Regions from separate parts of the Mus musculus genome. Here all the other regions are linked to region 1. A link is a contact called in public promoter capture Hi-C data. All regions are on one chromosome and are shown on one strand. The core of a region is the stretch at or near the end of the contact, and the rest is flanking DNA. Distances in the headings are between cores, read along the strand shown. Region 1 holds the start of Trhr2 (thyrotropin releasing hormone receptor 2). Region 2 overlaps Acsf3 (acyl-CoA synthetase family member 3). Region 3 has its middle 30 kb from the start of Gm34413.

Region 1 (3,326 bases), core at 364-2,863:
TTCTGGTCACTTAGTCTTCCACACTGACTTTGTTAAGGCCCTGGTCTGCATGTCAGGATATCGGTTTTGCCGTTATGTTACAGGCTGGACCAGAGGAGTATCTTGCCACTTTTAAGTTCCTTCCCCATAGGTTCTGGTCGAATACAGGTGCTATTCCCTTTTGACCCCCCCCCCCCAGACATAAAAAGCAACAGGCCAACATCTCCATGTACTCTCTCTCATCTGGTCCTACTGCTAAGTCTCAGGCTGATATAGAAAGGCCAGCCTCTTCTCCCTGTCTCCCTCCAGGCTGCCTGTGCTATCAGCTGTTTGCTGATACCTCCATCCTTGATGCGTCCCCCCAGGGCGTGTAATATCTGTTCTCAAAGCATCTCTGCTTGCTATGCGAATCCCACCCATCAGGCAGGTATGCCACAGACGTGCCCATCACGTATTCACCTGACTTGGATATCTCAGTAATCTCCATTCCCTTGTCGCTCTCCCACAAACCCTGTACAGATAAACCAACAGGTCAAGATTTTCTCTGTAAACAACCTGGCCCCTCCCCATGCAACAATTTGTGTCATGTCTCCAAATTATGGGTGACATCATCGCCCTTCCAAAGCACGCACTTGTGCTGCCAAAATTCCTTCCCAGGACGAGAGGTAAACATCGCCTCCAAGGGTCCCAAGGTCAAACTGAGGCACAATTCCACCAAAGTTTACTGGGAAGGCCCAATGAGTTTGTTGGTCCTCTCTGCAGAGCATGGGTTAGATGTCTGGGTTACTTACTACAGTGTGGGTGCCCACTCGCCCTTCCACCCCCCAAAAGATTGAACTTGAAGTCTTCATCCAGTCAGGATAATGGCTTCCTCAGAGTCACATGGATGGAGTCCCCCTTGTCCCTCTGCCCAGTCTAGCCCCTTCCTAGTCTGGTCTCTCATGGACCCTGGGGCTAGGTCATCCATAGGGGCTCGGCTTGGAGCTGCCTTCTTAGCTGGCCACTGGGGATTTGGCCCCACTCCTCAGGTTCCTCTCTGGGCTCATTGTCCTCCTCCTTTCTGTCAGGTAGAGAGTTGCTCTGCTCTGTAGCAGGACTCCCTGCCAGCCAGATGAACCGGAGCACTCACCCACCCAAGCCCAAGAGGACAGTGTCCATGCTTCCCCTCCCCGCCCCCCTGCTGGAGAGACCTAGGCTGCTGATGTTGGTACAGATTGGCCCTGGGACTCCCTGCTCTGCAGAGGGAGGGTGAGAGGGGAGCCGAGGAGCTGGGAGAAGTTGGTGAGGCTGTGTGAGGTGCACACGCGCACATGTGTAATACTGCAGTCAGCAGAAGGTAAAGCCGCCTTCCACGGAATGATTGAAGCTTGGGCTCTCTCTCTCTCTCTCTCTCTCTCTCTCTCTCTCTCTCTCTCTTTCTCTCTCTCTCTCTCTCTCTCTCTCCCTCCCTTCCTCCCCCCTCCCTCTCTGTCTCCCTCCCTCTCCGTCTCTCTCCCTCTCTCCCTCTCTCTTTCCCTCCCTCCCTCCTTACTTCCACCTCCTTCTACTCATTCTCTGCTCCCCCCTTCTCCCTCCCCTCCTTCCTTTCTCTTATCCCTCCCCTCCCCACCCCCCCACTTAGCCCAACCTGGAAAGAGGAAAATGCATTGAGTCTTCACTAGGTGAGTTCTCTGACCTTAGAAGTTTCTCAGGGGGTCTAGGGGCTATGGGGGGGCAGTTCTTGCTGGGACATTGTATGCAGTGGTCCTCACTGAGGTGTGTGTGTGTGTGTGTGCCCTATACTGTGGGCACAGTACACAGGGCATTCACATCGGGGCTAAATGGGTGTGGTAGCAAATGAGAGTCCCTGGAGGTAAGGCATCAGGGGTGGGCCTCTGCAGCTCTGGCTTCCACATCTGGAAGAGCTCTGTGAGGTCTCTGGATTCAGCCCTGGTTTACAGTGTCTTGCTGACGGTAGAGAAAGAGCTACTGGGGTTGAAGCAGCTGCTAGAGCCTGCAGATCTCGGCTCCTCTGCTCCACCAGCCAGGAATGTTCCAGCTGTGTGGATTTGTCTGTAGGAGCAGGCATGTGGTGTATGTGTCTGTGCGGGAATATGAGGGTGGACGGTGTATATGTCTAGGTTGAGGAAAGTCAGCCTGTGGGATGTGTGTGTGTGTGTGTGTGTGTGTGTATGTGTGTGTGTGTCCATCATATATTGTGAGCACAGCACACAGGGCATTCACATCAGGGCTAAATGTCATGTATGCACACAGAACATGTGTTGCACACATGTGTAAGGTCTGTAATGCCTGTGTGGGCAGTCATTGTGTGTTGGGTATGATTTTTGGCTTGTATTTCTGTGTGTGTGTATGCATACCTGGATGTATGCTCAAGTGGGTGTAGACGTCTTCCATGTGCAAAGGTGCAGTGCACGTGTGGAGGCACAGGCACATTGTGTGTGCATGTGTGCTGGGTGGCTATACACATGTGCTCTGTGCTGCATGTATACAGCTGTGTGTGGGCAGCATCTGTGGAGGCAGCTTCTCCATGAGCCCCCCCCCCGCCCCCCCACGCTTGTTCTGATGATCTGGTGCCTGTCCTGAGGGCTATCATAGTGCAGTGTGGGACTGAGCCTCAGGTCATCCTGGGGTTTATATGGTGCTGGGCTCTGCAGTGTCTACAGGCAATCACACTGGCAGGGTGCAAGCATTGAGGTGTGTGGGTGTGTAGGGCTGAGTGTAGTGTTTGGTGTATGTGTGTGTCTGTCTGCTGAGTGTGTTGCATAGAGAAGTGTGTGTGTATGTTGGTGTGTTGTATGTTGAGATGTGTGTGTTTGTGTCTTTGAAGTATATTTAATCTTGTGTTCTGTTTGTATGCAGTGTGGTACGTTTGCCCTGCATGTCAGTTGTAGCAGGAACATGTATGTGCACTCTAAGCTAAACCCCCATTTTGCTCCCATGTTGGTGCCTGCCTTAACTGGATCCCCAACAAATCCTTTGTAGCCATCGCCAGGAAGCTGGTACTCTGTGGATCTCAGAACACACACCCATCTCCTCGTGGTTCATCTGAGTCTACTGGGTCTTGAGCCTCAGACACTTGCAGGTGAACAGAAGATTCAGAGTCCACGAGGCTCAGGGCCTGGCTCTGTTGCTCTGGGCTTCAGGCTTGGCAGCTGAGCCCTCCCACCCTCAGCTGTGGGCTGGGACCATATCATGCACTTTGTACTATCATAGGACTGCTGCGGCAGCTGCTGTCCCAAGAACCATCCATGCCCCTGTGCTGTTGGCTGCTCTATTTCCACCCTTAGCCCTGACTCTAGAGCCCTCCTCGAAGCCTGCTGTTCTGCACCTCAGTGGAGGGTCCACAG
Region 2 (3,326 bases), core at 610-3,109, 450 kb before region 1:
CCTGAGCCTGGCTCACCAGCTCTCTTGCTGCAGTGACTGCTCAGACCTTCCAGCAGGGCTGTCTGGGGCACTGTGGCTCTTGAGCCTTGCTCCTCTAACCACTTGGACTGTGTCCCTTGGTTCTGGACGGGCTAGCCTCACTCCCTATGACTTTATCCCAAGGGATCCTCTTGAGTCTCCCACAGGGATCCCAGCGCCTCTCCTATTCCTAGCTTGTGGTCCCCATTCTTCCTGGTGCCCCCCCCCCCCAATCTTTCTCCTCTTGTCCTGTTAAGTTTACCTGGCCTGTGTATTTCTCTGTGTAGAAACTAAACTGGGCAGGATTTACAGGGCGGTCCATTGCAGTGTAATGTGGGGACTGGGTACAAACCTGTACAACTGGCTGAAGTGACCGGCTGACACAGCTCCAGATAGAGGCACAGCCTGCCCACTGCCTGGACTCGCAGCCCAAGATGAACTCCCTTCCCGGTGGGACTGGGAAGAGGTGGCAGTGAGTTCTAACCCCTGAACACAGTCTCAACTGCAGTGGTCCTCAGAGCCCCTCCCTCAGCTCAGGAATGTTCCTTCTCTGGTACTGCTAGAGTCCCTGCAAGTGACATGAGCATCTAGAAATGCACGCTCCGTGTCTACTGAACTGACAGCAGGGCTCTCACTCTGTAAACACCCCACGCACGCGGCTGGGTTTCTCAATGTTTAACCTCCCGTTTCTGGTGTAAGTGCCACACGATCAGGATGTGTTGGCTCTTTTGTGAATAGGACCTAATTTCTAGCATTTGGTTAAGCATTTTGTGTCTGTCTGACAGGAAACTGGTCTGGGTTTCTTGTCTGGTTTGGGTCCCATGAAGTGAGGTGGGAGTGTCCCTCCTAATGGGAATGGACTTGTATGCACTTTGGGCAGTGTCCCCTGAGGTGCTCTGGGCCTGGCATTTGCCTTGTGGTTTTTTAGCTGGGACTCAGCTTCACAGACACAGAGCTCTTCAGCCTGGCTCTCATATTAGTTCTGGTAATTTATGCATATCACTGGTTCTTCCAACTACAAGGAGGACAACTTGGGGCTGTGTGGACCTCCTGACAATCACTGGGCTGCTGTGAGGTACACACTACCTCACAGAAGGTGGATAACACAGGTGGACACAGTGACACCTGGGTTCTCTGTGCTTCTTCCCAAACCTCCTTCTCTTTCTCATCTGGGTCACCAGGGCCACCCAGGCTGGCCTTGAACTTGCTCCAGGCCTGTGCCACTGTGGCCACTTCTCTTTCAGTCAACATGGAGAAAACCTGGTTCTTTGTTGGTGTCCCCTCCTGACACTGTCTCTTTCTGGAACTCCTATTAGCCGACTGCAACCTCAGGATGAGAGCTCTGCTCTCTGTCCTTCCCACCCGCCTCTCCAATGGCAACTGGACAGCACAGCCCTGGCCTGAGGCAGCATTCACCAAGCATGGACTTGGACATCACACAAGGGTGATGATCACTGGGCCACACGGCCTTGCTCACAGGACGAGCACCGGGGAACTCAGACGCTGTTCCCTGGGGACTAGGTAGGGCTGTGGTTTCAAGTGTGTGTGTGGGGTCTCTCCTCAGGTCCCTAACCCCAAGAACAACTGGTGGGAAAGCTACTCACTGTGGGGACAAAATGTCTTAGGACAGCTCGGCAGTGCCTGGCGATCTTTCTTGCACTGTCCCCCTGTACACAGCTCCAGCTCCCCAATGCTCTAACCCTTGGCCCTCTTCTCAGGTCTTCTTACAGTCACCATGAGCCTGAACACCCAAGCAAGGAGCCTGACTTCAGCGGCAGACACAGGCCCTGGGGGAAGCACTCAGAGCGCAGGAGCCACCAAGCTGTGGACACAGACCATGGCTTGAGGGATTCAGGCCAACGTGGGGCCTCCATCCAACAGCCACACTGGCTCTCAGCAGAGGATGCCTGTGTTTCTCTTCTCAAAAAAGTAATTGTTTAATCACAGCAGCAACCGGCCAAGCAGACTGCTGCCTCTGCTAAGCTGTGGAGCTCCAACTGTGACTTTGTGAATCCAGGGAATCAGTAATTGCCCAGCTGTGTGGCCCTGATGAACGAGGACCCCTGCTGCCTGTAAAGTCTCTTTGGACGAGCCAAAAATAGAGAAGGCAAGTCGGGGTGGGGGCGGGGGTGTGTGTGTGAGGAGACAGCAGAGTGGAGGGAACTCAGATTTAAAGAAGGATCCTGAAGTTCTCCTCACGGTGGAAGCTTCGAGAGTCTCCTGTCCTGAGAGTTCTGGGAGGATATCAGCAATCACCAGGGACTAAGATGAAAGAAACTGGAGTCTACCACAAACAACATGGGGCAAGCCAGCCAGTGCAGTATGGTGGCTGTGGTGGGACACACCTTTAATCATAGCACTTGAGGAGCAGAGGCAGGCGGATCTCTGAGTTGGAGGCCACCTGGTGTACAGAGTGAGTTCCAGGACAACCAGGGCTACAGAGAAACCCTGTCTCAACACCACCCCCCACCCCCAAAAAACCCCCAAGATCTACAAGAACCAGGGAGAATCCGTCCCTGCCCTGGGTTAAGAAGGGAGCTGTGGGCACAGGCCCAGGCAATCCCAGGCTTTGGGAGGCCCTGCAGTAAGGTGCGAGGCACTCAGGCAGTCCTCAGGGCTGCGAAGCCCAGGCCATCCTGTGGTGGCCTGAGCAAGTCTGGCAGGATAGGGAGGGGGGAGGGGTACTCGGTGTGGCACTGGATTGTCAGGCACTTGCTGGGGGGTCCTAAGCCTTGAAATGATTTGGGGTTTATAAGTTGATACCAAAATATCTGCTTCTGTCCCAGGAACACACATTTCTGCCTCAGACTATCACTGTCTCCCAACTCGGTTTGCAGCAGAGGCCCTTCCTACTGCCAAGTCTACATTTAATGAGGGAAGAGACAAACTAGTCACGGGTCCCACTGTTGGCTTCTCGGCTTCACCCTCCCCACGTCCAGAATCCAGAATGGTTCACCCAGCCTCCCCGCTCCAGGACAGGCCCTTCTGTCCCCGATTCCAAGGTGGTTGGTTCCCTTAGATGCGCTAGAACCCAGGACAGTCCCTTTAGCCCTACCTGGCCCACTCCTTGAGATCCCCGTGGGACAGTGAATGTCCTTCTTGAAGAGCAACCACAGCTGTGACCCGCTGGCCCCATGTCATATCAGGAACTCCAATTACAGCGACATCTGAGGACAGCAGAACAGGTTGGGGATGCCTGGGAAGGTCCTGATGACCACACAGACTGAACAGCATGCAGGAATATGTGGTAACGTTGGGCTGTTGGCTGCAGTGCCCAAGCCCCTGGAGTGAGACCCGTGGGGATGACA
Region 3 (3,326 bases), core at 217-2,716, 300 kb after region 1:
ACGGGTCATTGGCGTAAGCATGGGGAACTTCACAGAAGCAGAGAGAGTATGAGACAGGGAGGGAAGCTCTGAAACATGTCAGCTCACAGCAGCTGGGGTTGCCTACACGAGTCCTGAACAAGATCAAGCCAGTCATAGTGTCAGTGTGGCTAGTGAGGAAGGGAGAGTCACTTTTCTCTGGGGGTGAGGGTGAGGGTGGGTTGCACATGCCACAGAGGCTGGCCCCACACTCATGCACTGTGGGCAGCACTAACTGGACTCGAGGGTCTGTTGATTGTTATTATTATTATTATTATTATTATTATTCATGAGTCCATGAACTCAGGAGAGAAGGAGAACACAAGACCCTGGCAGAACTGGAGGAGGGGGAGGTACGGAGTAAGCTCACAATACACTGCACACATGTATTAGATTCTCAAAGAAGAAATGAAACTATTACTTTTAAAGGGGGAAGGATGCCTGCGTATTGATGGCGTTCACCTCTGGGTGTGTCTCTGAGGGCTTCTCCAGATAGGATTTACTGAGGAAGGCTTGCCATGAATGTGCACAGTGCCGTACCGTGTACTGGGGTCCTGGACTGGATAAAAAGGGGAGAGGAGAAAAGAGACATGTACTCTGGTGTTCCTGTCGGAGCACTAGATCTGCCCCCACGAAAGCGAGCGCCCTGCACTGCTGCTCTCATGCTTCCCTCCATGATGCCCGAGCCCTCTCCCCTCAACCTGCTTCTTATGGGACATTTGGTCACAGCCAGGAAAAAGGTCAGCAGCCTTTCTCTGTCGGTTGTCAGAAGTGGTCTGTCACCTGGGCCATCCCAAAGAGAGCAACACTCTTCAGAAAGGATGTCAGCTCAGCTGGGCTACCAACATAGAAACTGGTGCATAGAAGATTTTAGGGGACCCTTGAATACCTGTGTAATTATTAAAGAATTGATTTTTTTATTCACGTGTACCTGTGTCTAGGTACACATGAGTGAAGTTGTAACTGTTTTGTTTTGGGTTTTTTTGTTGTTTTTTTGTTTTTTTGTTTTTTTTTTAAGGAGAAAGAAGACAGTACAGATGTGTATAATCACACAGGAGGATAATCACAATGTGCAGGTCCGCAAGGATGGCTGCAGGTAAGCTTGCTTCCCTGATGACAAGTACGAGCCAGTCGGTGGACTCAAACCTTCACCGGGCCCACCATGATGCTCCCCATCTGCCATGGAAGTGGAGAGAGCATTTCCTATCCTGAAGGTGCACCCTGAGTCCTGCCTTGAATCTCTCAGAACAACTGGAAAACTGCTTCCTACAAGGACACAGAGACTAGACCTTCCCATGCATCCTCACCAGCTCTGGGCTGCAGTCTGCTTCATTCTCACCTAGCAGCCCTCTCCCTCCTGGCTGAGATTAAAGACGTGGACACTGTAGACGTGGTCAGAGTGAGACACAGTCAGCATGAGACACTGGTCAGGTTGCTAGCAGGCTGAAAGTAACAGCCACGCCCAGAAAGGGCGGGCCTGTGTGGCTGTGCAGCTGTGAACTGCCCCAGGGGCACAGAGGAGGGACACTCCTCGGTGAAACTTCAGGTAGCACAGCCAGTATGGCCATACCTGACCCTCCAGGAGGACCTGATCCTGGGATGTGCAGGATCTTCTAGGTGGGGATGCACCGATCTTCATGAGAATGGATTCTCTGTAGTGCTGCCCAAAAAGCTACTCGACAGCACCCTCTGCAGATGTGTTCGCGTGTGTGACACTGCTTCTGTGCCCTCCAATCACGGCTGCAAAGTGAGCTTAAGGTACAACCCAGACTCACAGGCCACCTTGCCGCCTAGTCCCAGATACCCACGTTGCCCTTCTCACCTGTCTACGGCATCCATTCTGGATGTTTCCATTTTATTGGCCACAGAGACATCCATGGTCACTGCAAACATTCACGAGAGTGAGATGCAGACTCCTTAAGCATCTCTAAAGTGTTTCCACAATGGTGGTAGAGCTGGATAGGGCTCTGGTCTCTCAAATTCCCATGAGTATGTGACACTGGAGTGCAGTGTTTTCCACTGTGGGAAAGATCTAATCACTCAATGTCACAAAAAGACAGAGTGACAATGCCAGTCAGCCATCTCGGGTACTGGTGACAGAGAGTACAGTACAGGCCGCATAGCCAGTGACCAACAGTATAGGGACAGACCTACAGACTCCCTGGTACCTGGGTGCAGAGGGATGGATCCAGGTGCCCCTGGGCTGCAAGCAGGCACAGGCCTGTTGTGAAGCAGAGTCCTATCCCGAGTGAACGGCAGCCAGCTGAGGTCATTGTGAGGCTGGGCTGCGGGAGGGTAATTTCCAAAACATGTGGATGCAAGCAGCCACGGAGCATCAGCACCCCAGGCTGTGATTCAAAGCAGATGGAGAGGCTGGGAGTGTCCCCACAGAAGACAGGCCTCACAGGGATGGTGATTGAAGCCTCTGTCCTTAGCTCCCCTGAAGGTGTGGCTGGGTACAAGCTGCTCTGAGATCGCATGTGCATCCTACCTAATACTGTTGTGACCCGTGTGAGCAGCAAGAGCCCAAGCCACCTACCGACAAGTTGTAGAGGTGAATCCAAACAGGGGCCAAGTCCCTGCCAGCAGAATAGGAGAGGACACAGCCAAGCCCAGGCCCTGTGCCTATCACCCACAGGAAGTACACACAAAATGCCAGTGGGTTCTGTTCTGTGGAGCCAGAGGCACCTGCCTGCATCTCCCCAAGTCTGATAAATGCACACTGGACCATGATCAACCGCACACTGGAGCCCAGGGCATGGAACGTGATTTCAGAACTACAGGAAAACAGATTCCCTCCAAGGCAGGGCTGTTGGATGGCCCAGGAGGAAAGCTGACGGGGACCACCACCACGGGGAAGAGAGTACAGGAGATGTCCCCGGACCAACCCTGCTGCTTCACCTTGGAGGATGCAGCCTCTGATCTGTTTGCCTTCCTTTATTTTGGGTTTTCATTTTCAATACTGTATGACTGAGAAAAAACTGACATCTAAAAAAAAAAATGGTAACGGGGTATGATATGGGTGTTAATTTCTCATGTCACCAGAAAACAGAGCCTCATCCCTACTGGCCATCTGGTTACCTGATAGCTTCTATCTCATGCCCTTCTCCAGGAACAGGGATGGTTTTAATGTCACTGAATTTCAGGTCTGAGTATGTCCCAGGTTGGGGATTCAGAGCTGTCACTCCTGTCCTGAGCACGTGTGGGCTGGGGCTCAGAAGCATCATTCTGGGGTCAGTGTCTGGGGAATAAGAGCTTTGATCGTCACTGGCCATTTAAGGTCCCTCCACCCTGAGGGGAGAAGCCAA

What was found. Promoter capture Hi-C pulls out the DNA fragments that hold promoters and counts their contacts.
Region 2: a promoter capture Hi-C map of stem cell-derived epiblast-like cells shows a contact between it and region 1, with 2.5 times the contacts expected there. The contact joins the enhancer-like site here to the promoter of Trhr2 in region 1. A contact is called at or near these places in 2 of 39 promoter capture datasets (liver and stem cell-derived epiblast-like cells), 1 of 484 Hi-C or Micro-C datasets (embryonic stem cells), 1 of 115 datasets of contacts at active chromatin or transcription factors (pancreatic cancer cells) and 1 of 9 other capture datasets (embryonic stem cells).
Region 3: a promoter capture Hi-C map of trophoblast stem cells shows a contact between it and region 1, with 5 times the contacts expected there. The contact joins the enhancer-like site here to the promoter of Trhr2 in region 1. A contact is called at or near these places in 7 of 39 promoter capture datasets (the 3T3-L1 cell line, cranial neural crest, embryonic stem cells and 4 more), 1 of 484 Hi-C or Micro-C datasets (bone marrow-derived macrophages), 2 of 115 datasets of contacts at active chromatin or transcription factors (both in embryonic stem cells) and 1 of 9 other capture datasets (embryonic stem cells).

What each region holds. Positions count from the first base shown.
Region 1 is chr8:122,361,115-122,364,440 of GRCm38.p6, reverse strand. Trhr2 (thyrotropin releasing hormone receptor 2) reads left to right here and starts at 1,613. Exons shown (of 4, transcript NM_133202.3): 1 at 1,613-1,640; 2 at 2,962-3,326.
Region 2 is chr8:122,813,419-122,816,744 of GRCm38.p6, reverse strand. It overlaps Acsf3 (acyl-CoA synthetase family member 3), which reads right to left. Exons shown (of 10, transcript NM_144932.4): 9 at 3,074-3,185. Among named protein-coding and RNA genes, the nearest start is that of Gm35466, 8.3 kb to the left of the region's middle. Within about 2 kb of position 1,859, at least 25 of the 459 cell types and tissues checked have an H3K27ac peak or open chromatin away from gene starts, as enhancers often do. A contact at or near this core is called in stem cell-derived epiblast-like cells, where this site is marked.
Region 3 is chr8:122,063,526-122,066,851 of GRCm38.p6, reverse strand. It overlaps a transcript of Zfp469 not described here. Among named protein-coding and RNA genes, the nearest start is that of Gm34413, 30 kb to the left of the region's middle. Within about 2 kb of position 1,466, at least 19 of the 459 cell types and tissues checked have an H3K27ac peak or open chromatin away from gene starts, as enhancers often do. A contact at or near this core is called in trophoblast stem cells, where this site is marked.